Regions from separate parts of the Mus musculus genome. Here all the other regions are linked to region 3. A link is a contact called in public HiChIP or PLAC-seq data. All regions are on one chromosome and are shown on one strand. The core of a region is the stretch at or near the end of the contact, and the rest is flanking DNA. Distances in the headings are between cores, read along the strand shown. Region 1 has its middle 43 kb from the start of Fam136a. Region 2 holds the start of Pcyox1 (prenylcysteine oxidase 1). Region 3 holds the start of 4930553P18Rik (RIKEN cDNA 4930553P18 gene).

Evidence for each region. HiChIP or PLAC-seq counts read pairs in DNA pulled down with a chosen protein or histone mark.
Region 1: a contact with region 3 is called in an H3K27ac HiChIP or PLAC-seq map of embryonic stem cells, with 2.6 times the contacts expected there. The contact joins the enhancer-like site here to the promoter of 4930553P18Rik in region 3. A contact is called at or near these places in 7 of 39 promoter capture datasets (the C10 cell line, cranial neural crest, embryonic stem cells and 4 more), 2 of 115 datasets of contacts at active chromatin or transcription factors (embryonic stem cells and pancreatic cancer cells) and 2 of 9 other capture datasets (liver and macrophages).
Region 2: an H3K4me3 HiChIP or PLAC-seq map of neural tube shows a contact between it and region 3, with 4 times the contacts expected there. The contact joins the promoter of Pcyox1 here to the promoter of 4930553P18Rik in region 3. A contact is called at or near these places in 9 of 39 promoter capture datasets (3T3-L1-derived adipocytes, the C10 cell line, the SN4741 cell line and 4 more), 9 of 484 Hi-C or Micro-C datasets (CD4 T cells, CD8 T cells, the N1E-115 cell line and 3 more), 12 of 115 datasets of contacts at active chromatin or transcription factors (bone marrow-derived macrophages, embryonic forebrain, embryonic limb bud and 7 more) and 2 of 9 other capture datasets (adipose tissue and liver).

What each region holds. Positions count from the first base shown.
Region 1 is chr6:86,320,753-86,324,890 of GRCm38.p6, forward strand. No RefSeq gene overlaps it. Among named protein-coding and RNA genes, the nearest start is that of Fam136a, 43 kb to the right of the region's middle. Within about 2 kb of position 2,744, at least 36 of the 459 cell types and tissues checked have an H3K27ac peak or open chromatin away from gene starts, as enhancers often do. A contact at or near this core is called in embryonic stem cells, where this site is marked.
Region 2 is chr6:86,395,439-86,399,704 of GRCm38.p6, forward strand. Pcyox1 (prenylcysteine oxidase 1) reads right to left here and starts at 1,712. Exons shown (of 6, transcript NM_025823.4): 1 at 1,535-1,712; 2 at 476-682. The coding sequence starts at 1,646.
Region 3 is chr6:86,001,631-86,005,791 of GRCm38.p6, forward strand. 4930553P18Rik (RIKEN cDNA 4930553P18 gene) reads left to right here and starts at 2,723. Exons shown (of 2, transcript NR_155305.1): 1 at 2,723-2,912. Gm33319 (a long non-coding RNA gene) reads right to left here. Exons shown (of 5, transcript XR_003956459.1): 1 at 1,813-4,161; 2 at 174-424.

The DNA of each region.
Region 1 (4,138 bases), core at 1,494-3,993, 320 kb after region 3:
CCAGCACCCCCCCCAGGACAATATCCCTTTGCAAGATCACTGTAAATTATAATAGGAACCTTCTACAAATCAGGCAGAATTGGTGGAGTTCATGGTGAGCAGTACATGGAGTATTCACCAGAGTCATGCTGTTGGCCCAGGCTACTACAACCACATAATGGGGCTCAGCCAACTGTGAGGAGACCCTCATACCGAAAGTTCTAGAGACTGGGAGGCAAAGACCCAAGTATCAGCATGGCTGCTTTTTCCTGAAGCCTCTCTTCTAGATGCTCCCACAGCACCGCATGCTTCCCTCTGTGGGCATGTCCTACAAGGACACCAGTCATGAGCCACAGGGAGTCTTGCTAACAGTATCATATCGCTCAATTAGCTCTTCAACATCTCCAGACCTGGAGGGTCCAGTGTCCCCTCTTCAACATAGGACATTGGAGAAGGCACAGTTTGGCCCAGAGCACCCAGTCATGTCTTCCTCTGAATATGCTGGTAGGAGTTGTCAAAATGCTCCCCCTCTCTCAAGGGTATGTGGGCTAGTGTGTTTGAACATTGATCTAGAATTTACCATGAAGATGAGGGTCTGCAAAGTCCAACAGCCATAACAGGACACAGCCTTGAGGGTCACCACCTAGCACTCAGGAGGAACTGCCCTGGACTGGTCTAATGACCTTGTCACATTCTCTCAATGTGCTCCACCCAGCTCCCTGTGCAAGTACAGAGTAAGTGGAGAACTTTCTAGAAGAAACAGAGATTCATCTGCCCCTTTTGACATGGAACAAGACTTCTGGGTTAAAGAGTGAAGGGCAGCTAACTGGATGTGGTAGGATCACGCCTGTGATCCCAGCACTCTGAAGATCGGAGGCAGAAGGTTCAGAAGTTCAGGGTTATCCATGACTACATAGGGGATTGAAGGCTATCCTGGGCTGCATGTGGCTCTGTCTTTTAAATTGAAGAAAAAGAAGAAGAAGAAGAAGAAGAAGAAGAAGAAGAAGAAGAAGAAGAAGAAGAAGAAGAAGAAGAAGAAGAAGAAGAAGAAGAAGAAGAAGAAGAAGAAGGGGAAGGGGAAGGGGAAGGGGAAGGGGAAGGGGAAGGGGAAGGGGAAGGGGAAGGGGAAGGGGAAGGGGAAGGGGAAGGGGAAGGGGAAGGGGAAGGGGAAGGGGAAGGGGAAGGGGAAGGGGAAGGGGGGGAGGGGGAGGGGGAGGGGGGAGGGGGAGGGGGAGGGGGAGGGGGAGGAGCTGATTTGTAAAGAACTTGGCTACTATGCAGGAGTCCTGGGCTCATACCCAGAGCTTGGGTGCTGGATAAGATAGTGTAACCCCTTTATCCCAACCCTTAGAAAATGGAGGCAAAAGGATCAGAAGTTCAAGGTCCTCCTCAGCTACACATCGAATTCAAGGCCAGCCTGGGATCCATGAGAAGCTACAGTGAATGAGAAAAGGAAGGCTCCTGGCTCCTCCACTCAAGACCTGAGGCCGCCAGGGCTGCTACCAGCCTAGACACCAGCCTAGACACCAGCCTACACTGTGTGTGTGGGGGGGGGGGGGGGGGAGCTCCTCCCTCTGCTTCACGCTTTCTTCAGATTCTTCAAGAGGCTTCAGCAGCTTCCTGCAGACAGAAATCTGCCACTGCCTGCCTGCTTTTGGAAACTCATGAAAGCAAACCAAACACAGCACCGGGCTGTTCCCCATCTGGGAAACCATCTTCTGATTGGTTTTACTTTTTCTTTTCTTTTAGTCACAAAGACAGCATGTGAACCCTACTACACAGAGCCGGTTGTATGCTGTTTCTCAAAATAGACAGAGTGGATGTGTTATGAACTAAGCCAAAGTTGGAGGAAGAAGAATTGATAAGCAAAAACAAAACAGATTTAAAACAAAAAAAACAAAAAAAACAAAAACAAAAAACAATCCTAGGGCTGAAGAGACCACGTGGGGGGTTGAGTGTGCGCTGCTCTCAGAGGGCCCAGATTCAGCTCCCAGCACCCCACTCTCAACTGCCTATGGTGTCAGCTCCAGGAAATCCAATACCCTCTTCTGGCTTCTGTGGGCACCACATATATACAGAAATCCACACACAGACACAGATACAGATACAAACACATTAAAATAAAAATAAATAAATAAATAAATAAATAAACAAACAAAACAAAACAAAACTCCCCCCCCCCCCCGCCCCCCACGAGACAGGGTTTCTCTGTATGGCCCTGGCTGTCCTGGAACTCACTTTGTAGACTAGGCTGACCTCGAACTCAGAAATCCCCCTGCCTCAGCCTCCCGAGTGCTGGGATTAAAGGCGTGCGCCACCATTACCCTCTTGCCAAGGAATTTGAGACGCGGGCAGGGCAAGTTTGTCTAGATCCTACCAGAGCAACATGGAGGGAACATCAGAAATGCCTGTGACCCTGGCTGACTCAGCAGAGCTCATGCAAATGAGCATGTAAATGAGAATGCAAATGAGCACGTCTCCCCACCTACCCAGCCGCACAGCTTTGTGAACAGGGTGGAACTTGGGTTGCTTGATGACTCTCAGGTCAAACAGTCCCGTGGTCTGCATTTGTCAGAAGGCCTGGGTTTCACTGAACTAGGGAGCGAAACCCTCAAACTGCCCACATGTTTCTCATTCAACCCCCACTTCCTCCCACCAGGGGTTTTCCTTTGCAAAGTCGGTGGAGCAGGTATGGAAGGTGACTTCCCAAACCTGGACATAAAGGTACCTTTGCTTCCGGCTGAGGCAACACCATGATCTAGCCCCAGGGCCTTCACAGCCCAGTGGAAAGTATGGTGGGTTCAGTTGGGAGACTGAGCCCAGGAACTCGATCTAGCTATGGCGACACACATTGCCCTCAATGTCCAAGTACACACCAACTCAGAATAGGTCCAGTTGACCAATTCTGGGTACTTGGAGATGAGAAGGGTAGGGCTGGAGAAATGGTTCAGCCAGTAAAGTGTTTGCTGTGTAGACGTGAGATCTGAGATCACTCCTCCGAATCCATGTCTAAAACAAAATTTTTCATTTAAAGAAAAAAATGGATGAGGTAAGACACGCTTGTAATCCCAGCACTGGGGAAGCAGAGATGGATAGATCCCTGGAGAATTTCAGATCAGTGACAGCTCCTATCTCAAAACAAACAAACAAAAAAACAAAAAAACAAGGTAGGGCTAGGTGCTTCCAGGAGTGAGGGCACTTGCTGAGCAAGCCTGACAACCCAAGCTCAGTCCCTGGGAGCCATGGCAAGGTGGAAGGAGGAAAGTGACTACAAAGTTATCCTGACCTCCACGAGTGTCCCACAGTGCGGGCATGCGTTTGTGTATGTACACGAGCGCATGTGTGTGTGTGTGTGTGTGTGTGTGTGTGTGTGTGTGTGTGTGTGTGTGTCTGTGTGTGTGTGTGCGCACCGTCGCGCGCACACACACCAACACACATAAGGTGAGAATATGTGAAATTTCATATGTAGAAAGCAGTGTGCTCTGAAAACATGCCAATAAGCAGTGCCTCTGTTCTCAGGATAGGGGCGTGCTCCATAATGGGCCCCATGAGCCCTCTTGTCCCCTGCAGAGGGCTCCTACCCAGGCTATTCCACACTGACCAAGGGACTACAGGTGACTGTACTCTTCCTTGAATGTGGACTTCTCTGCCAGAGGCCAAGGGTAATATTTAATATCCACAAGGGTTTAATCAAAAGGGCTTGTTTTCCACCCCACGTAATCAAAAGGAAAGGATTCCTAAACAGAGCCAACATCCGTGCACTCAGACATCTCAGCAACATGACTGGCTTTCAGAACCCTGGAACACTAATGGGCTTGAAAAGGCAGGAGTGGGCAAAGCCTCCTCCGCAGTTACCACCAGCTCATTTTTCATTCATTAAAGAAAAGTCTCACACTGGCCAAACTCAGGGTGCTATTATTCTAATTGGGAGAAAAGCCCAGACCTAATACATGATAGCCCCAAGGAATGAACAAAATTGGATGAATCAGCCTGACTTGCTGGGATAAGAAACTGAGGAAGTGGCCCAGACCTGGGCAGAAGTCCCAACCCTACAAGAGAACAGGTAAAGAAAACATTCTAGCAAGCCCATTCTTCCTGCTATGCCCAGCCCCAGCCTCAGCCCTTGCCCCAGGCCTCCTGTGTATAGATGAGGTGGATG
Region 2 (4,266 bases), core at 462-2,961, 390 kb after region 3:
CAGGGGGCTGCAACATGGCTCAGCCCCAAATGGACTGCACCTGGGTTCAATTCCTGAGACCCACACAGTAGAAGAAAAAGAACTGACTGGATCAATTGTCCTCTGACCTCCATACACACCCTGTGGCACTCAGACCAACACCCCCACCCCACAGTTATACAAAATAAATAGCTAAAATATAACTTTTAAAAAAATTTTTTTTAATTTTTTTTTTAAAGAATTAACAGCAACAGCCACCCTCACTCAACCCCATGGCTGTAATTCCAGAGAGCTGATGCCACACAGATAGCTTAGAGTCTCATTACAGGAGAGTGGCTCGATGCTAAGCTGGGACCAACTGCTAAACCCCACAGCAAGAGAAACAGTTTCACCAACTTCTCTGTAGAAGACAAGGCAGAAACATCAGTTCTCTGTGTTAGGAAAACACATACGGCCAGTCACACATAGTGTTGCTTAGTGCTATGAAATCACATACCCAGCTCTTTGACAAATCGCTTCATGTGCAAATTTAGGGGGTGAATGACTGAACCCCCTGCCTCGTAGTCATGACCTTGCACCTTCAAAGTGGCCAAACGGCCCCCGACCTCTTCTCTCTCAAACACGTCAATCTTCACGTCCTTCCCAAATTTCTTCCTTAGATAATAGGCGGAGGAAGTACCACCGATTCCAGCACCGACTATTGCTATACGGAGGGGGGGAAAGGAAAAGAGGAACCGTTTGTTTCCCCTCCTATCAGTGTTGCTTTTGTTTTTGAAAAGCCATTAACCAATAATAGCCATTACTCAAGACTAAAACTAACAGCTTGGGGAAACCTGAGGGAAGGGGTTCTCTTTAAAGACAGACTCCCTGAACCTAGACAGGTGCTATAGATGAAGTTACAAACTGACAGTTGGTCAAAAGATGCCCAAAGGTTCTCCCAGGTCTTTGTGGAGGCACCACCGGACCCAGGGACCCTGCTGTGCCCAATTCCTGGGGAAGTATGAATGGGCCCCTCCAGCACGCATTTTAAATAAAGCAGACGCCATCTTCGCCCAGCTTTGTTCTTTGTCTCTCTATGGCCCCAACACCATTAACGATCCCGAAAGACACAGCTTCAGATGGGAATAGACACCCAGGAATGAAAACCCGAGGCAACCAAAGCCACGAAGAGACCGGGTTCTCCAGCTAGCTGCAGCAGTTGCAGTAAGCAGAGCGCAGGTGCGGGGAGGCGGTCCCAGTCCTTCTCGGGGGAGGGGATCTGGAGGTAGGGGAAGAGAGACTGGTCCCAGTGCAGAGTCTGCGTGCCCCAATCGGCCGGACAAACAGACTTAGCTCCAGGGACAGCTAGAGGCGGGCTCTTGAGGGCGTTCAGCTGCTAGAGCCGAGGGCCTCCCAGGCTGGAGCTGCACGGATACCGAGTCCCTGGCTAGCACACGCCTCCAGTGGCACTCCTCCAGACTCGGAGCGCACGGCCCGGTCTCCGGACCCCGATCTCCACCCAGCCCTGGGAAGACCGACCTAGGCATCGCCGCGCCTCTGTATCCCCCGCACCTACCGATCCTGTTCGGCGGGGCCCGGGGCTCGGCGCTCGCCAGACTGCCCAGACCACATAGCAGCAGCCCCAGCCAGAACAGTGAGCCCACCAATGCAGCGGCGAAGCGCCCCATGGCCTCCCGCAGCTGCAGACTGACCGCGGGTCCGCCAGCAGACCCTGCTCTATGCGTCTGCGCGCTTTCGCCCCGCCCAGACCACGCCCCAGAGCACACGACCACGCCCACTCGTCCCACCCAGGTCCTTTGCTCCCCAGGCTCGCCGATTTTGTGTTATCTAATCCTGGTCCTCTGTGCCCCCGAAGTACACTCTGGTCCCAGAAGCCCACATCCAAGGCGCAGGTTGAGGGCCACCTCAGCTCTCCTTTCCCGCCTCTCCTGAAGATGCATCCTTCTTCACAAGTGCCCTCTACAGTCCCCAAAATCGCGAGCTTGTAGAGAATGCACGTGGCCAATCTCAGTCTAAACCAGGCAAACCGGCCGCAAACATTTCTAAAGTGAGCACTTTGTTCCAGGGACTCAGCTGCGTGATAAGAAAAGGAAGAGAGATGGGGTATTGTGAAGTAAGAGGAGCAAAACACGGGACCCACGTCCATACGAATAAAATTAGAACACCAAAGTGGCCTCTCACATACGGTCTGTTTCCAAGTTGAAGACACTAGAGAAGACACAAAAACAAGAAATGCTGTCTACTTTCCTCCAATTGCCTAAAAACAAAACACTGAGTGTGTATGGGAGAGTGGGGGTGCTGGAGACATGGCTCAGTAGTTAAGAGCACTTCCTGCTATTTATTCCACCGGACCTTCCTCTGGCACACTTGTAAGCATAACAAAATTTTAAGCACTGGAGAAATGACTCAGTGGCTAAGAGTGCTACTGAGTTCTGTTTCTGAGGCTTACAACTGCCTGTGCCAGCAGTGCCAGGGGAACTGTCACCCTCCTCTGACCTTCCAGGGCACCAGAACACACACAAACACATAAATAAAAATAAACATACACACAAGGACAAAGGGATCCTCCCTTCTCTACCTGAGGGATGTGGGTTTATCACCAAAGGCAATTTTAGACATCTTAAGTAAAATTCCTAGGAAGCCATTAGTTTGGCCTGAGCTACTGGGCTGGATGGATGGACAGCATGCCAACTCAATGGGGAATCCCCATCGGAAGCTGCGTGCTACCAGAGGTGAAACTAAATTTTCTGGTTGACCTTCATAGGAAAGGGAGCTGGTGACATGCCTCTGTTAGCAGATCCGAGAACGATGTCCCCTATGCTTCAACCTTCCCAAAGAGCATAACTTCAAAACCAGTCAGCTCTTTGTTTCCAGCTTCTGCCTTCCTCTGCCCTGGGCAGTCTAAAGAGCCAGGCTTCTCCTCCAGATGTAGGAAGAGCTGTGCTATGTTATAGAACAAGGTGTTCTCACTTCTAGTCAGCTGAGACCTGTCAATATCTTGTAGTTTTGGTTTTTCCACAGATCTTTGTTTTTTCAAACAGAATCTCAAGTAACCCTTTCTACCTCTTGTGTGCTGGGATTTCACAAACTTTCACCAGTAAGAAATTCACATAACAAGCCTGACCCCGGAGCCTTTCTCCTGCCATATATTATTTGCCTTCTCTTGGTTTCCAGCCCTAAGAACTCAAACTCTTCTTTGCCACCTTATGCCTTGTCATGTCTCTAAAAACTGACTATCCTTTGAAGGCGACTTGTATCCTAAGCCAGCTTCTGGAGAGCTGTTCATTCCTTGGAGAAGCTCTCAATTTTCTGTCTGTTTTTCTCTTATTTACTGAGACAGAGCTCACTATGTAGCCTCGGCTGGGCTTTAACTCAAAGAGATCTGCCTGCCTCTTGTCTCCTGAGTGCCGAGATTAAAGGGCTATGCCACTGTTTGGGTTATTGTTCTCTTGTTGATGTGGTTTTGTTACAGGGGTCTGTCCTAAATAAGGAATCATAAAAATGAAGAAAATTATTTTTTTCCTCTCCCCTAAACTGATGTCATACTATAAGACACACACGCACGCACACATGCACGCACAGTGTGTACTCAGAATGAATTCTGAGGAGATGGTTCACTGGGTAAAATGCTAGGTTTGCAAGCATGAGAACCTGAGTTCAGATTCCCTAGAGCCCATGAAAAAGATCTGGATTCAGAAGCACGTGACTATAATCCCAAAGCAGAAAGACAGGATGGTCCCTAGGGCTTGCTGGCCAGGCAACCTAACCTAATTGGCAAGCTCCCAGTTTAGTGGGAGACTCTATCTCTAAGGTAAAAGCTGGCTAGTCAGGGCAGTGGTGGCTCATGCCTTTAGTCCCAGCACTTGGGAGACAGAGACAAGCAGATCTGAGTTTGAAAGTAACCTGGTCTCTTGGAACCCAGTCCAGGAATAGAATCTTGTGAGGAGAATTCTGAGTACAGGTGAGAACACTTCAAGAAAAACAAGACCTTGTGACCTCAGTTTCTTCAAAACATGGAATTGTTTCTGGAGTCTGTTTCCATGCTCCTCCCAGATATAGCAGATAGGAATGAGTTTATGTCAATTTTTCAGTATTGCTTGTTGTTGTTCAATTAAATATTTAAACTATCCTTTCCATGCCTCGATGGGAAAACCATGTTTTTGCCACATGTGGCTCTTCCTTGTGATCATTTACAGTTTAAATTCATGAGAACTTAACTCATGTGATTTCTTTCTTAATCCTCATATAAATTGTTGAAATTCCAAATAAAGTTGGCTATTGCATAAG
Region 3 (4,161 bases), core at 1,473-3,972:
TAGGTCTACATGGAGGTAGATCCTACTGATCTGTAAGTTTCATTTCTGGTTAGTTAAGTAATATTGTACAGTCATTTTATTAAAAGAAGGGTGAGTGAATAATGACCTGATTGAGAAATTTCTACAAGGGGAATTTAGATATCTTAAAGAATTCTGAACTAACTTTCACTTACCTTTCAGAAAAGAATTCCGAAAACAGCAAAATGGGTCCCGGGCAGCCGTTGTCCACTGGAGCCAGGTTCTCTACCTGTTACATTGGATTGTGGTTAGCTGAGTTGCGTGTTACCCTTCTCCTCAGGGAATGAAGGTGTCTTTATGATGGAAGCCAATCCACATGGCCCTTTCTCTCTGCTCCACCTTTTGCTGTTCAACTTTTACACCTCCTAAGAACTACCTCGATTTTCCCTCTCCCCATTTCCATAACCTGAAATAGATACAAGGCAGCAGTCTCCACCAATAAGCAATGCCCCAAACTGGGAATGGACAGAACTTCTGTATCCCTGATAAAACTCAGCCTGGCTTCAAATACTAAGGTGACATAACCGGCAAGGAAGCAGAATGGGGATTGTATCCGAGGGAGAGTGGGTCTGCTAGGCTGGAGGGGGTAACAAGAGATAGTACTGTGGGCAGAAGAAACTCAAGGGGGAATCTACATTTAAATATATGTACACACACATATATGTATATGCACACACATCCACATGCATGAACATGTAAGATGGAAATTTGGCTGGGGAGAAGCAAAGGGAGAAAAGCTGAGCAGTGTGGGAAAGAACATGGTCAAAGTGAACTGATTCTGTGCATGAAAACAGAAGGGAACCCTGTGTTTTCAATGCTAACCATTAATACTAAGGAAAACATCATCCTAGTCACTGGCTAAAACACCAGCTAAAGTGCTCACATTTAATACTTTCACCACACGGCGGTTTCGGTTTCAGTCTTCTTCACACAGCTGATATCAACTCCATCAGGAGAAAGAAAGCCCAGAGTTCTTATGTGATTAGACAACCTGAGCCTCAGTCATGCCAGGTCAGGCTGGGGAGTCAGAGCTGAGCTGGCTTTTTTTTTTTTTTTTAAGCTTTATTCATTTATTATATGTAAGTACACTGTAGCTATCTTCAGACACACACCAGAAGAGGGCGTCAGATCTCATTACAGATGGTTGTGAGCCGCCATGTGGTTGCTGGGATTTGAAATCAGGACCTTTGGAAGAGCGGTCAGTGCTCTTAACCACTGAGCCATCTCTCCAGCACCACCACCCCCCCCTTTTTTTTTTATATATAAGTTTAGTTTTAGTTTTTTAAGGTCTTTGGACTGTCTCCCCACCTCTACTCCAGTTTTTAAGAATTCACTGTATTTAGGGTTTTTTGTGTAAAAAAATGTCTTGGAGGAAAAAGAGAGTGGATAATTGGGCAAACGTCTGACTCTTCTGCACTAGGGTCAGGCAAGTTCTGTACTGGGATTCTGAACCCCCAGGGAAGCTGCCGGACTTGAGGATACCCAGGAGATAAAACGCAGGACTTAGCTGAAGTCTGGGGAAGGAGAGAGGACAGTTGCAAGCTGTGTCTGATTCTAGGCATTGCTCACTTGAGAATCTAAAAGGAAGGGCTAACCGAAGGAAGCCCGGGAAAGGAGTTTTTAGGTACTGATGGTTTAGACATAAAACTAACCGACTTGGATTCTGGGACAGCGAAAGTCCAGTCTGGCCACACCAGATTCAGAGACTCCTTATTTGTGGAGATAAAACTACTGACTTTTGAAATCTGGGAAAGGGAGCAGACAGTTGCAAGAAGGAAAGTAAAAATTACCAACACCTGTAAGCAAAGTAGCAAAATCATCAGCAAGAACAGCAGAAACTCCCTCAAGTGACTCTCTCCGCCTCCAGCGTCCTGGAAGGGACAAAACATCTCCAGCTGGTACCTAGGGCAGGGTGTCTTCAACCCAGATCTGACCCCTTGTGCCTTCAGCACCCAAATAACGACCTGAGGACTGTTGGGCGCGAGCCTTCCTTGTGCGCATGCGCACTGGTCTGCACTGGGGGGTGGGGTGGGGAGAGACCGCGAAGGGCTTCACTCTGCAACTGGAGTTTATATCCGCTGCGCCCTCTACAGGTCGGGGCAGGTAGTGCGGACGTGCTAGGTGGCGCTCCCACCTCAGAATCTCAGTTTCTCAGACCAGGAGCGAAAGTTCAATTCTCCTCCCGCGCTGCCCCACATGTCTCTGTGTTCTTTATGTACATTTTGTCATTGTTCATAATATTTACTTTCATGCATGTATAGTCTCTTTCCTGACAAAATAAACACTATAAATTTGAAGTATGTTCCCAAATGATGCGCATCTCTTTATATATATGCATATATATTCATATTATTGTTATAAAAGCCTCAGAGAAGTTCACCGATTACAGTCAGTGTAACTAAAAGTGACGCCATTTATTTAACTGTTCAATATTTTGCGGACATATTCCTGTTTGGGAGGTGTTTGTGTTTGGTTGGGTTGGGGTTTTCATCTTCTCTAACAGAAAATGCCTTGCCTTGAACATTATGAGAGGTGAACATGAATGTGTTTAACAATCCCATTGAACGGCCAAAAATGTTATCAAGCCACCCTTCTATTGAGAGCTGTCACAGACCAGATGCCATGATAGCTATGCACTGTACCGTAAAAGAGCTAGGGAAACCTTTCCTGTCACCTCGCCACCAAAGCAGAGCCGTTAGTCTTGCATTCGGAAAACCGTCCCGCTGCTACACTTGTATTGGGGAAACCTTCCCCAGTGGAGCTGAGCTGTAACACACATTTGCTCTGACTCGGATAGACTCTCCTGGTGCCTTGCTCCCCCTAGTGGTCTGAGCCGTCCAGTCCACCTACAACAGACTCGATCGCTCAGCACCCCGCCCACCAGCTGCAGTTAGGTAAGCACCTTCTTTGATGTAAACATTTCCCTGTGTCCGACGAAGTGACCACTGGGTGTCCGGCAGCCCTTTAGTACTCTTGGAAGCAGAGGTGACCTCAGCCACAGTCTTTAAGGCTGTGGCTTGCCCTCTTCACTTGCCGCCATCCCACCACCCTTAGGGCTATAATCCTGCAGCTTCTTCAGGTCTATCATGGGACTTCCTCTACACCCCCTATAGCCGGCCTAACCTCTCCCCAGTTCTCCCTTTGTGAGGGTGGGGGTGGGGTTGCTGGGGTGGATGGCATGGTAAGAGCATGTGTCTCCTTATTCAGTGATCTCTCTCAGGTAGAGGAGAGGTTGGGCTCTCACATCACTAATCCCTCTTTTATTAAAGAGTCCCAGTGTCATCAGCCTCACCTTCCATGACTTCTACACGCTCCTCACCCGCAACCTTCTCTCCCCCAGCATAGATAGGTCTGGGGCCAGCCTAGGGCACATGTAGACAAAACCCACCAAACTAATGCTGCCCACCCAGTCTGGGCTGACAAAGAACCAGACAGGGTTCTGAATGGAACTACACAATTCTGGGGCATTTTAGCTAGAGACCAACTTATAAATTGCCTCCTGCCCAGTCTCCACAAGGTGGTCAATTATAAAGCAAACAAACAAACCAAATGAGCCCCAGGAGATCATCCAGGACAAACATGAAAACCTGTCTCAAGTTTTAGACCACCTTACAAATACACCTGTCTTACAGTATAGCAATCTGGATCCAGAGACCCCAGATGGAAAACGACTCCTTCTTCCAGAGTTTCTCCGATATTAGGGCCAAACTTAAACATCTAGAGAAAGGACCACCGTTTTTGGCCTCACTCATTGTCTTATTAGTTTCTCTCACTTTGCTGCTTGTTAATTGCTCTAAGCCAAATATCTCTATCACAAAAATTCCATCAATGACAGGCCACCCTGGAAAGCTCTGTCCCCCACCCCCACCCCGGCCACCAGAAACCCTGTATAAACCCTCCCTTCTGCTCAGTCCCCTGCTGCTTGTTGCCTGAGCAGAGGCAGCCAACTGATTTTCCCTTCCCAATAAATCTCTTGCATGAGGTTTGTTGTGCAATGTGACTTTGTGGTATTCCTTGGCTCCTGACTGCCAGCTGTACCATTTTCCATGGGGAAACCTTCCCCTCCTGGGGCAGAGATGTAAATGCTTACATGTACAGCGCGGTTTTATGTTCTAGTAAACACCACAGAGAACAACAGAGGGC